Linked DNA regions of Sus scrofa: region 2 is linked to region 1. The links are chromatin contacts, called in public Hi-C maps. All regions are on one chromosome and are shown on one strand. Each heading gives the region's core, a stretch centred on a gene start, on an enhancer-like site or on the middle of the called end of the contact. The rest is flanking DNA. Distances are from core to core; before and after follow the strand shown. Region 1 overlaps LOC110260565 (a long non-coding RNA gene). Region 2 has its middle 4.8 kb from the start of GTF3C6.

Region 1 (6,663 bases), core at 1,564-4,063:
CCACTATGGCGCAGTGGGTTAAGGTGTTGTCTCTGAGGCAGTGCGGGTTTGATCCCCAGCCTGGTGCAGTGGGTTAAGAAGCTGGCATTGCCACAGCTGTGGTGTAGGTCACAGGTGCTGCTTGAATTTGATCCCTGGCCTGGGAACTCCCATATGACACAGGTGCAGCCAAAAAAGGAAAAAAAAAAAAAAAAAAAAAAAGCTTTGTCCTTTGGTAACCTTATAAAGCAAATGATTAAAGCAGAAGAGTTCGTTTTCATTTTTTCATTCAACAAACACCTACCATGTGCCACTGTTCTAGATCCTGGAGATATAACGGTGAACAAAACAGACCCTGCTTCAAATTTTCTTTCCTCATGCAGTTTAAATTTTAGAAGACTCAAGTTTTAGTCCTGAATATGTTACAAATTAGTTGTTTTACCTTAGAATCTATAGGCTTACATGTTCCCATTTTTTTTGGCTGCTGGTGGCATATGGAGTTTCCAGGCCAGGGATCAGATTCCACCTGTGCCGCAGCTGTGGCAATGCGGGGTCCTTTAACCCACTGTGACAGACCAGGCACTGAACTTGTGTCCTGGCACTGCCGGGACACAGCTGATCCTGTTGTGCCACAGCTGGAACTCCATGTTCCCATCTTTAAAACTGGCACTATTCAAGTTCTTAGTTTCAACCATGGACTCTGACTCTAAAAGGTCAATAGTATAGAGTAGGGTAGGCGAGGCACTGTACTAGTTTTCCATGGCTGTTAACAAATGACCCCCAATTTAGTAGCTTAAGACAACACAAATTTATTTATTTACAGTCTGAAGGTCAGAAGTCTGACATGGGTCTCACGGGGCTAAAAGCAGGTGTTGGCAGGGCTGCATTCCTTTCTGGATGTTTTAAAGGAGCATCCCTTCTTTTGCCTCTTCCAGCTTTTAGGGGTCATCTGCATTCCTTGACTGGTGCTTCCCTTCCTCCATCCTCAAAGCCAGCAGCAGCAGGTCAAGTTCTTCTCCCGACGAACCCTATTTACCTCCTCTTCTGCCTCTCTCTTCCATATTCAGGGACTCTTGAGATGACACTGGGTCCACCCAGATAATCCAAGAAAATCTTCGTACTTTAAGCTTAGCTGATTGGCAATCTCACTACATTTGTAATCCAAATTCCTTTTTGCCAGGTGACATCATCTATTCACAGATTCTGGAGATTAGGACTTGGACATCTTCGGGATGGGGCATTATTTTGCTTAATACAGATGTTACATAAACAATGTGAGTCAGCCCTTCTCTGACTTTTGAATAAGTCAAACCATTTAAATGAGCAAGCTGTTCTGGTTACCTATTTCTGTGTAACAAATCATCCTCAAACCCAGTGGCTTAAAACAACACAAATCATTGATTTTTCCACCCAAATCTGTCATTTGGACAGGATTTGGTGGGACTCAACTTTGTTCCATGTGGTGTTAGCTGTGGCAGCTCAGCTGGTGCTGTAGGATCCACTTCCGGAGGGTTCACTCAATGATTGGCAAGCTGGAGCTGGCTCTCAGCCAGCAGCTCATCCAGTGCTTTTGGCCTGAGTCTTGCTGCCTCTCTTCTCATGGCTGCTGGGGCTTCCTAACAGCAGGGCAGTTGGGTTCCTGAGAGGCATCAGAGGAAGCTACCAGGCTTCCTCTGACTTCATTTCAGAAGTTCTAGACTGTCATGTGGGCCACATTTTTTTTTTTTTTTTTTTTTTTTGTCTTTTGTCTTTTTTGTTGTTGTTGTTGTTATTGTTGCTATTTCTTGGGCCGCTCCCTCGGCATATGGAGGTTCCCAGGCTAGGGGTCTAATCAGAGCTGTAGCCACCGGCCTACACCAGAGCCACAGCAATGAGGGATCCGAGCCGTGTCTGCAACCTACACCACAGCTCACGGCAACGCTGGATCGTTAACCCACTGAGCAAGGGCAGGGATCGAACCCGCAACCTCATGGTTCCTAGTCGGATTCGTTAACCACTGCGCCACGACGGGAACTCCAGGCCACATTTTTAATAAAATAAAGTGATTGCCTTCTTCACATTTTTAGCCAAGTGAGTCACTAAGGCCCTCTCAGATTCAAGGGGAAGCAAATTAGAGGCACCTCTCAGTGGGAGACATGCCAAAAAATTTGGGACCATCTTTATTTTACGGCACACACAAATAAAAACAAAGGCACAAAAAAAGAGGAAAACCAGAGTACTGTCATATTTTATGTTGATAAACAGGAATATTTAAAAGCAAAACTGAAAATGCTATCATTTATTATATTATCCCATTTGTTTCTTAAAATTAAGTACTTTTCTTCTACCAAAAATGTAGAAAGGAGGCGTTCCCGTCGTGGCTCAGCAGTTAAGGAATCTGACTAGGATCCATGAGGATGTAGGTTTGATCCCTGGCCTTGCTCAGTGGGTTAAGGATCTGGCATTGCCGTGAGCTGAGGTGTAGGTTGCAAATGCGGCTCAGAACCTGCATTGCTGTGGCTGTGGTGTAGGCCGGCAGCTGTAGCTCCGATTCGACCCCTCACCTGGGAACCTCCATAAAAAGCGGGGGGAAAAAAAAAAAAAAAAGGGAAAAAGGTCATAGTCCCAGAAAAATGGCAGTTCTTTAAAACTGAGCAACTTTGCTTAGTGAGAAACTCACTATGTTGTACTTGTTTTTCTCATCTTGGCTTAGGTAGAAAACTAGGTCATGGGTAGGGTATCCAGATGGAAACCACCAGGCCGACGGCATGGGTGCCTCCGTGGTTGAGAGCAGCAGTGCGCTGCCGCCTCCTCGGCCTGGTTTGCAGCCAGACTGTCCACAACCTCATGTCCTGCTGGCTCTGGGGCCTCACTGCCCTGTTCCGTCCAGCCCCCAGGGAGCTGCCAATGGGCAAGTGGGCAGAAGGATCTGTTTGTTGGCTGAGGATTGCCTGGGGGCCTCCACAACAGGGCTTTTTTCCTGGCAGTGTCAGGCTCTCAGGCCTCAGCTTGGGCTTCTTCCAATGTGGCTTTTGCTCTGTGGGCTGGCCTCTTCTGATTCTGCAGGCCTGGACAAGGCAGAAATACAAGCAGCTCGAGGCATGGGAAGCCTGCCCAAGGCCACCGGCATCACCCTGTCTGAGTTTATCAGAGTCCCTGGGGGAGGATTTTGAGCACCAGCCCCCACCCTCTATGAACTCTGACAGCTCTTGGTAGCGCCCACAGGTCCCACAATGGCACTGCTTTTCTGGATCAGCAGAGACCTTTGCTTGATGTTCTGAGACCAAGGGTGCAGAGAGCTCTGAGCCAAGCCAAGACTGTTTTTCTGCCTCACTCACCACAGCCAGACCTAGGAAGCGCACAGGGTCTGGCATCAGTGAGGCAATTCTTCAAAGGAAGGCTGGGGCTGACCTGTAGAAGGAAATCACCTATTTACTTCTAACCACCTATCACCAGCTCCTCAGGTGGTTAGATGGCTGATTTCTTTCTTTCTTTCTTTCTTTCTTTTTTTGCTTCTTAGGGCCACATCTGTGGCATATGGAGGTTCCTAGGCTAGGGGTCCAATTGGAGATGCAGCTGCTGGCCTACACCACAGCTCACAGCAACACTGGATCCTTAACCCACTGAGCAAGGCCATGGATCGAACCTGCAACCTCATGGTTCCTAGTGAGATTTGTTTTCACTGCACCATGACAGGAACTCCAGATGGCTGATTTCTGTAGCATCTCTGGCCTGCCCAGAGAAGTGTGTCAGAGGAGGCAGGAGACTGCAAGCCAGGGAGACCCATACCTTCTGGGTCTCGGCCTCTCTCCAAGGCCTCAGCAGGTCAGGGAGAGGAAGCCTGGCCCCCTTTACTTCACACTCGGCAGAGTGGGGACATTTCCAAAGTTCTCCACACGGAAGGAGGAGCCAGTGTTTATGTTCACCTTCTCCTTTTAGGTAAATAGAGAAATGACCTCAGATTGGACTTGTGATTGTTGCAGGGCCCAGCAGCAAGGCCAGGTGAGAATCCTGGGACTGGAGATGTAAGAAACGTAACCAATATTCAATTCACAAGTCACTAGGTTTCTGGTACACAATTAGCCCACAACACAGGTTTGTCAAAGTAGGGGAAATAGAAATGGGGTAACAACCACTCCAAGAAGCCCAAGAAGGAGGGATCTCAGCAGAGGCAGCAGTTTCCAGTCCAGCAGCGGGTCCAGGATAATCGTGAGTGGGAAGAAGTCACCCTCTACCCCACAGAGCCTCGGGCAGTGCTCCCCCTGCCCCCCACCCGCTGGGGCTCTCAGCATCAGAGTCAGGTCCTCCAATGAAGAGGCTTTAGACTCTGGGTTTATTGGTCTCTTTTTAAGGAATCCGCCAGTAGGGTGTAAAGGTTATGCCCTGGGGCGGGGGCGGGGGGGGGGGGCTCTTATCTCTATCAGTTGCTCCTTCTGTTCCAGGGAAATCTTTCTGCAAATGTTACCAAATACATTCCTTAGTTACCAAGTCACCCTTAGTTTATTCTAAGAGTGTCACTCTAAGACGCTTGCAGTCCTACAGCAGGAATTTTAAAATGACTAACGTGCAAGTTCACGTTGGCTACTGTGAGTCCATTTTGAACTATGGAACAGCAGCTTAAATCCTATGTTTCACACAAGATGAGGAGGAATCATAAAAGTAATCTCATTGTAACACAAAGGTCTTCTTGGAATAAAAGGGCAAACTAGAAACCAGTCATTGTCTATTCACGTGTCTGGGAAAGATGTCTCATTTTTAATGACAGGTGTGGTGAGGGAGTGAGAGCACACCCCCTTGGGTGTCCCCAGCTTGGGACATCAGGGAGTGGGATTAAGGGTCAACCTCCACATCTAGTGATGCCTTTAAGAAGCAGGTCAGCTGAGCACAGGCGGGTACAGAGCCCTCTGTTTGCAATTAGCACAAAGAGCCAATTCAACAGTCCGCAAAGCTCATCCTCCATAATAGTCCTAATTAGAAACATTATACATAAGGAGGGGAAACAATTTACATGGACTCCAGCATGAGCTCATGTCAATAGAGTTGTTTGTTTTTCAACCCTGAGGCTCTAGACGCACACAGTTTCAAAAAAATAATGCATATGTATTTTAAAGCCTGATATTTTCAGACACTCCAGAAAAATACGGCAGCAGCAATATGTTGTGGCAAAAATGACCTCAATCATGACTTTCCTCCCCCTTCCTTCCTTCGCTGTCTGTACTGGTGAGTGTTAGAATTTTGTTAGTAGCTTACTATTTCAAAAAAATAATTTACAACCTGTTCTTTCTGCTCTGTTCTTGCATAACCTTGAAATTTAAACATCTTCTGTCTGCTCTTTGTCTTTTTCCACCAGGCAGACCCTGATGATGTTTCCCTTGCTTACGGAGCAGAAATCAGCATGCGTTTCTGTTTAGCAATGATGCTGCCCGGAGGAACAGTTAAGTCAGCACGTTACTTGTGTTAACAGTGATGTTACTTAACCGTTGCTAGGGGAGCCAGAGAGAAAAGACAAAGAGCATAAACTACAGCATCTTACTGACATTTTGCCATCGTTGCTCTTCTCTCTTCCCTTTGAGCAGGTTTTTGTTTTTGTTTTTAAATTTTCTCTGCATTTTCTCCATCTAGAAGTGGAGGGGAATTCTCCATCCTGGCTTTGGGAAGAGTCACAGGGAACCTTATCAAAACCTCACTCTCAGTTCAATCCCACCCCCTACGCCTCTCCTTTTTTCTGCCTTCTGCTCCCTTTCCCTGACTGACCCACAAAAAAGCTGGTGGATATGTACATAGTCTGTGGGTCCACATTGCCTGAGTTTGAATCCTGGCTCTTGGTCCTGTGATCTTGGGCCACTTGCTCACCCTCTCTGAGCATGTTTCCTCCTCAGTAAGATGGGGGATATGCTGGTTCCCTCCTCACAGTATTGTTTTCAACATTAAATAATTCCAGCATTAAATGGCTTGTTAAAAGCTGAGAATAGAGTAAGAATGGGATAAACCCTGTTTATCTCGTCGTCAATATTCTCATGGTTTTCCAGATTTTCTTGGTGGCTGGTCCTCGGTGAAACTGTGATAATGGAGGTTAGCAGTGTGCCCTGAGCACAAACAGTTCAATAAACTCCATGTGATGAGTCCATTTGTAATTAGCGCCCAAAACTGTGCTGAATATAATGAATTGTTCATGGTTTGGAAAGCACATCAGGACCATCCCATGTTCTGGGTTTCTCCTTTTTTTTTTTTTTTTCTTTTTGGTCTTTTTAGGGCCAACTCACCGCATATGGAAATTCCCAGGCTAGGGGTCGAATTAGAGCTGCAGCTGCCAGCCCATGCCATAGCCACAGCAATGCCATATCCAAGCCTAGTCTGTGACCTACACCACAGCTCACGCCAATGCCGGATCCTTGACCCACTGAGCAAGGCCAGGGATTGAACCTGTATCCTCATGGATATTAGTCAGATTCTTAACTCACTGAGCCACAACAGGAACTGCCTGGGGCTGCTGTTTTCAGAAGGCCTGGTAGGCATTCTACGGCCCTCTGAAGAGGTGAAGACTAATCAATGGACAGAATGTCACTCCAGCCCAGCTGAACCCTGCTCCCTTCTTCCTGCCCAAATTGGAGCCTTTTCCTGTGGATTGAGATAAAAAGTCTCTGGAGGCATCACCTCAGGGTGTGGGTGCTGTGTGGGACGTATTAAGTAACACCCAGTAAATCT
Region 2 (7,107 bases), core at 2,163-4,662, 330 kb before region 1:
TGCTTCCTAGTCAGATTCGTTAATCACTGAGCCACGATGGGAACTCCAGAAAAATGTTCCAAGTAATGAAGATCTGCTGCTAAATTATAAGTAACAAAATAGGGGAAGATTTCCAAGTCAGATTAGAAAGAGCCATGGGAGAGACAAATTACATGGTTTTCTACAGCCACTGTTAGAGCTAATAGAGAAAAATCTATACAATTTGGTGGGAGGACCAATTGATTTTTAATTGTAGTTAATAAGAGGAATCTTATTTTAAAAAATCAGAAATACAGTGTCTGAGAAACATAAATAGGGTGTCATGCTCAGTATTCAAAAGCTCGCCACAAGGAGGAGACAAATGAATTAAAAATTGTTTATTCTGCTCTTTTTTTTCCTTTAGAACACATTTTATAAATTAAGTGCCTATATGAAACATACACTTAGTAGCAGAAGTCTAGCAAAAGAACCTTTAGTATTAACGTTTTGTCTTAAAAACATTTTACACTTAAATAATTGTTTATAGTCCATTGAATTCTGTTTTTTAAAATCCATCTCTTACTCTGCTTTAAACTAAATGCGGAGTTCCCATCGTGGCACAGTGGTTAACGAATCCATCTAGGAACCATGAGGTTGCGGGTTGGATTCCTGGCCTTGCTGAGTGGGTTAAGGACCCAGTGTTACTGTGAGCTGTGGTGTAGGTCGCAGACTTGGCTCAGATCCCGTGTTGCTATGGCTCTGGCAGGCCGCGGCTACAGCTCCAATTAGACCCCTAGCCTGGGAACCTCCATAAGCCGAAGGAAGCGGCCCTGGAAAAGGCAAAAAGACAAAAACAAACAAACAAAACCCAAAAAACTAAATGCTAGACCAGCGACCCTCAAACTTCAACTGCATGAGATTCACAATGGACAGCTTGTTAAAGCCCCGATTGGGAGTTCCCTGGTGGCTCAGCAGGTTAAGGATCTAGCATTGTCACTGCTGCGGTAAGAGTTCGATCCCTGGCCTGGAACTTCTTCGTGTCGTAGGCACAGCCAAAACAAAAAACAAACAAACAAAAGCCTAGATTGCTCAGCCAGAGATTCTGATTCAGCAGGTCTGGTATAGGACCGGATGTAAAATAGGCATTTCTAACAAATTCCCAGGTGATATTGATGCTTTTGTTCCGGGGAACACATTTGAGAACCACTATGCTAGCTAGATGGCTATGGAAGAAGCCTCTTGCTAGTTAAATATTGGGAGTTCCTTTCTTGGCTCAGTGGTTAACAAACCTGACTAAAATCCACGAGGATATGGGTTCGATCCCCAGCCTCGCTCAGTGGGTTAAGGATCCTGCGTCATTGTGCCTGTGGTGTTGGCCAGCAGCTGTAGCTTTGTTGCTGCCCCTAGCCTGGGAACTTCCATATGCTGTAGGTGCTGCCCTAAAAAGCAAAAAATACATATATCTATATATATATATATATAGAGAGAGAGAGAGGGAACATACTAACCAAAGCATTTTCAGTTTGCACACAAGTAACTTAGTATCAGAAATAAAACTGGAATGTTCATTTTTGGAGAACTTTGATTTCAAAATAAACCAGTTTACACTTAATTTAGTAGCAGCGTGGCACTATTGGAAGCTACTGGAGTGTGTTTCAGGCAGTGAAGTAAAATGGCACCTCCATATGGAAAGACTGAGGGAGTGAGACCAGGTGGGATCTCTGGGGATTCTTCTCAAACCACGACACAGGCACCCCATATGAAGCTCTTGATAAATGTAGAAAATGTTCCCAAAGCAGCTCTTTGGTTCACAGACAACTAACTAGAAGTTTCCTATGATGTTAAAGCAAAAATAGGTGGAGGAAGATGCAAAATCTGCCTTTTTGTTTGTTTTTGTTTTTAGGGCCACATCTGTGGCGTATGGAAGCTCCCAGGGTAGGGGTCGAATTGGAGCTGTAGCTGCCAGCCTGCACCACAGCCACAGCAACGCCAGATCCTTAACCCACTGAACGAGGCCAGGAATTGAACCCACATTCTCACTGACATTATGTCGGAGTCTTAACTGGCTGAGTGAGGCTTTAAAAAAAAAATTTCTGGTCCTAAGGGCTTTCAGATGGGGGGACTTCTCAAGGGAAGGGGTAAGAGATCATCATAGAAAGGAAGCATGAGTGTTGAAAAACAAGCATTTAAATATTACTGACTTAAAAGGGAAAAGTTTTGGAGTTCCCATCGTGGCTCAGTGGTAACAAACCTGAATAGTATCCAGTAGGACGTGGGTTTGTTAACCAGATTGAACTGCAGCTCCAATTTGACCCCTTGCCTGGGAACTTCCATATGCCGCAGGTGCAGCCCTAAAGAGGAAAAAAAAAAAAAAAAAAAAAAAAAAAAAAAAGGCCACAGGACTTGGGCGACTGTCTAGATGAAGAGGCCGTTAAGGAATTTATCCAATTTATTTATTTATTTATTTATTTGTCTTTTTTTGCTATTTCTTGGGCTGCTCCCGCGGCATATGGAGGTTCCCAGGCTAGGGGTCGAATCGGAGCTGTAGCCTCCGGCCTACGCCAGAGCCACAGCAACTCGGGATCCGAGCCACGTCTGCAACCTACAGCACAGCTCATGGCAACGCCGGATCCTAAACCCACTGAGCAAGGGCAGGGACCGAACCCGCAACCTCATGGTTCCTAGTCAGATTCGTTAACCACTGCGCCACGACGGGAACTCCTTATCCAATTTATGAGCCTGAGAGTCAGTTCAGAAGTGTTGTATCTGCAACATGCAGGACAGCCCCAACTGCCCTGTCCAAACAGATTCGAGGGTGACCAACCAGGCTAGTGGTTCTTATGCGTAGTCCCTAGACCCTTGCGGTCAGCATTACCTGGGATTCTGTTACAAACGCGAATTCTCAGGCTTTCCGTTTGTGGCTCAGTGGTTAGCAAACCGGACTAGCATCCATGAGGACTCGGGTTCGAACCCTGGCCCCGTTCAGTGGGTTAAGGATCTGGCATGGCTGTGAGCAGTGGTGTAGGTTGGTGGCTACAGCTCCGATTGGACCCCTAGCCTGGGAATCTCCACAGGCTGTGGGTGTGGCCCTAAAAAGACAGAACCCGCCCCTCACCCCAAACAAAAGGCAAATTCTCAGACCCTACCCCAGACTACGAAGTCACACACGCTGGAAATGAGGCCTGACAATCTGTCATTGAACAGGCTCTCCCGGTGATTCTGACGCAGGTGAAAATTGAGTGCAGCCAGATTTTTTTTTTTTTTTCTTTTAAGAATTTGAAATGGAAGATACCATGAGGATCAGTCTGTTGATCGTGGCAGTAGAAGCTGACAGCCGGTCAGAGAGAGACGAGTAAGCTGGAATTATGAGTAAGCAGAGCTATAACTAAATGAGGTGGTTGGCTGGTAGTCATAGGACCGAGAGGAAGGGTGACACCCCATGGTTGGGGAATACTGCGTTCCTGAGGCAAACGAGAGTGACAAGTTCACCCAGTCTCTAGGTGAGCATGGAATCTCTCCAGGTCCATGTCCATTTTGGTTCCCAATTGAAGCCCAAGCACATTGCTATTCTTAGATACCTATGATATTCTTATCTCCTTTATTGTCACATGAAACCTTAAAATAGATAGGCTTCCCATTACTGAGTGAGTCTATGTTCCTAAAACAAAAAGCGGATGGACCTCTAAGGTAGATGGAGCAAAAGTTTCATAAAAAGAATTCTTTAAAAAAAAATACACTCGTGTTTTTCCTTTTTAAAAATAAATTTTACCATCCTATTTTTAGGTGTACAGTTCAGTAGTTAAGTATATTCACGTTGTTGTACAATCATTCTCCAGAACTTTTTTCTTCTTGCAAGGAATTGCCTTTTAAAGAATGAATTCTTGATGAAATCTATTTTAATGCTATAACCTTTCCACTTGAACAACTGAGCAACTGCCAAAGTTAACCATCAGGTCTGATGCTCAGGTTCATATTTGGAGGTTTTTGTTTGTTTGTGCTTCTCTTATTGGCCTCCTTATTCAGGCAATACTTAGAAAAGGTACTGTCGGGAGTTCCTGCCGTGGCGCAGTGGAAACAAATCCGACTAGGAACCGTGAGGTTGCAGGTTCGATCCCTGGCCTTGATCAGTGGGTTAAGGATCTGGCACTTCCGTGAGCTGTGGTGTAGGTCACAGATGTGGCTGGGATCTGACATTGTTGTGGCTGTGGTATAGGCCGGCAGCTACAACTTGGATTAGACCCCTAGCCTGGGAACCTCCATATGCCGCTGGTGCGGCCCTAAAAGGACAAAAGACAAAATAAAGAAAGAAAGAAAAGGTACTATTGGGAATTCCCTGGTGGTGCAGTGGGTTAAGGATCCAGTGTTGTCAGTGCTGTGGCTTGACTCAATGCTGGGGCTCAGGTTCCATCCCTGGCCCAGGAACTTTCACATGTCGTGGGCGTGAACAAAATAAGAGAAAAAATACCATTACTTTTTCAGCTGGAATGTGCCTTGACCTCTTCTCGCATCCTCTCATTTCTTTCAGCTATTGCCCTAATCTGAGTCTAAACTTCCCACTCTCTGGAGTTCCTGGAGTTCCCCCGTCGTGGCACATCGGAAACAAATCTGACTGTTACCCATGAGGACACAGGTTCGATCCCTGCCCTTGCTCAGTGGGTTAAAGATCCGGTGTTGCCATGAGTTGTGGTGTAGGTCGCAGACGCAGCTCGGATCCCACGTTGCTGTGGCTGTGGTGTAGGCTGGCGGCTACAGCTCCGATTCGACCCCTGGCCTGGGAACCTCCATATGCTGCAAGTGCAGCCCTAAACAGCAAAAAAAAAAAAAAAAAAAGAAAAAAAAGAAAAAGAAAAAAAAGTTTCAAGAAAGGAAGTCAAAGTTCTAAGAATAAAACTGTTATAGTTATACTTAGGGTGTTACAAATGTTTTAGTTTGTTATGACAGTTTGACCCCTATCAGAATGTGCCATACCTTATCAAACCTCACACTCTTCCTTTCACCCACCAGCTACCACTTTTGTTTTAACCAAGCCAATCTTCGAAAATGCTACATCCTCCTTTTTTTTTTTTTTTTTTTTGCCACTGGGCCTTTACTAATGTCATTTGTTCTGCCAGGCTGACTTTTGCTCCTTCTCAGTCCCTGCCTATTGCTTCTCTTACTCCAAGAAACTTGTCCTGACTAACCTTCTCCAATTTAACAGTCATTGATTCAACTCACATTTTCTGAGCACTTAGTATGTATGTGCCAGGCCCACCAGTTCCTGTTGTGGCACAGCGGAAATGAATCCGACTAGTGTCCATGAGGATTTGGGTTTGATCCCTGGCCTCGCTCAGTGGGCCAGGGATCTGGCGTTGCTGTGAGCTGTGGTGTAGGTCACAGACCTGGCTTGGATCCCACGTTGCTGTGGCTGTGGGGTAGGCCAGCAGCTTCAGTTCTGATTCAACCCCTAGCCTGGGAACTTCCATATGCCATGGGTGTGGCCCTTAAAAAAATAAATAAATAAAGTGCCAGGCCTTCCCTCTAATTTTCCTATGAATTTTTGTGCGCAGCTGTTAAATTTATTAAGCAAAAAGAACATGAGACTGAAATGGCTCTAATACTGTAGCAGCCCAAGTAAGCAATTTAGAGATCTAAGCCTGTAAATGCTTCAAGGTTATGACATTTAAACCTAAGAACAATCACAGACAGCCAACTAGGCTTTAAACTATAGCCAATCAATAAATTCCTTACTTTGCTTCCCGGTCTTCTCTATTAAAGTTGCTGCCTAGATCCCATGGATGAAGCTCCACTAAACATTTCTGGTTTTGCACTGCCCAATTGGAATCGATTTTTGCTCAGATAAATTCTTAAAAATGTTTAATATGCCTCATTTTATCTTTAAGTCACATTGCTCACGTCTGCTTTGTATTTGTTAGTTCATGTATGTGTATTTTTTCCTCAGATTGATTTCAAGGAGTTCCCATTGTGGCTCAGTAGTAAGGAACCCAACTAGTATCCATAAAGATTCGGGTTTGATCCCTGGCCTCGCTCAGTGGGTTAAGGATCCGGTGTTGCCATGAGTTGTGGTGTAAGTCACGGAAGTAGCTTGGATCCCACGTTGCTGTGGCTGTGGTGTAGGCTGGCGGCTACAGCTCCGATTTGACCCCTGGCCTGGGATCCTCTGTATGCTGTGGGTTTGGCCCTAAAAAGAAAAAAAAAAAAAAAAATTGATTTCAAGTGCCTTGCGTTAAATTTTTTTTTTTTTGGCTTCTTTGCAGAGTTGTGAATTCATTAAGATTATTGAATGAATGCATGGATAGATTAATTAAATAATGTGAAACTGGTTTAACTCAGAGGAATCTGAGGGAAATACTTAACTAAAAAGTCTTCACTAGATTAAAAAGTCTAAGTCCAAACAGCCACAGCCACAACTGGGGATCTGAGCTGCATTTGCAACCTACACCACAGCTCACAGCTCTGCAGGATCCTCAACCCACTGAGCAAGACCAGGGATTGAACCTGCATCCTCAAGGATACTAGTCAGGTTTGTTACCGCTGAGCCACAACAGTAACTCCACAACAGCTCTGAGGGTTATGATGTAGATTATTCAACTGAGTGACCTATCTCTGTACTGTGCTCTCCTCCTTGAGTGTTTTTTTACTGGAATCACTCATTTCTGAACCTAACTCATTCACTGTTTACATTATTTCTTCTCCATAGAAGTGACTTGACTTCAGTGACTGACATATGTTAAGTCCTCCAAAGTAATGAATATGTGTTGTGTTAGCTTTTGCAATAAAAGTAAAAGTTCTTTCATTGCAGAAACCCAGTTTTTTGTTTTTTCTTTTTAGGGCCACACCTGCAAGCATATGGAAGTTCTGAGGCTAGGGGTCAAATCGGAGCTGCAGTTGCTAGCCTATGCCACAGCACGGTAACACCAGCTCCTTAACCCACTGATCGAGGCCAGGGATCAAACCCTCCTCCTCATGGATACTAGTTGGATTTGTAACCTGCTGAGCCACAATGGGAATTCCTGGGAACCCAGTATTTGAAGTAGTTTCACACAGGCAGATTTTTTTTTTTTTTTTTTTTTTGGCCCCATCCTTGGCATGTGGAAGTTCCCAGGGCCAGGGATCAAACCCAAGCCAAAGCAGTGACAATGCTGGATCTTT

The links. A called contact is a pair of places that touch in the nucleus more often than the background predicts.
Region 2: a contact with region 1 is called in a Hi-C map of heart right ventricle, with 4 times the contacts expected there. The contact joins two enhancer-like sites. A contact is called at or near these places in 4 of 47 Hi-C or Micro-C datasets (heart right ventricle, liver, retroperitoneal adipose tissue and 1 more) and 1 of 2 datasets of contacts at active chromatin or transcription factors (skeletal muscle).

What each region holds. Positions count from the first base shown.
Region 1 is chr1:76,555,136-76,561,798 of Sscrofa11.1, reverse strand. All of the region lies in intron 1 of LOC110260565 (a long non-coding RNA gene), which reads right to left. Among named protein-coding and RNA genes, the nearest start is that of SLC22A16, 90 kb to the right of the region's middle. Within about 2 kb of position 2,813, at least 15 of the 83 cell types and tissues checked have an H3K27ac peak or open chromatin away from gene starts, as enhancers often do. A contact at or near this core is called in skeletal muscle, where this site is marked.
Region 2 is chr1:76,888,391-76,895,497 of Sscrofa11.1, reverse strand. No RefSeq gene overlaps it. Among named protein-coding and RNA genes, the nearest start is that of GTF3C6, 4.8 kb to the left of the region's middle. Within about 2 kb of position 3,412, at least 3 of the 83 cell types and tissues checked have an H3K27ac peak or open chromatin away from gene starts, as enhancers often do. A contact at or near this core is called in skeletal muscle, where this site is marked.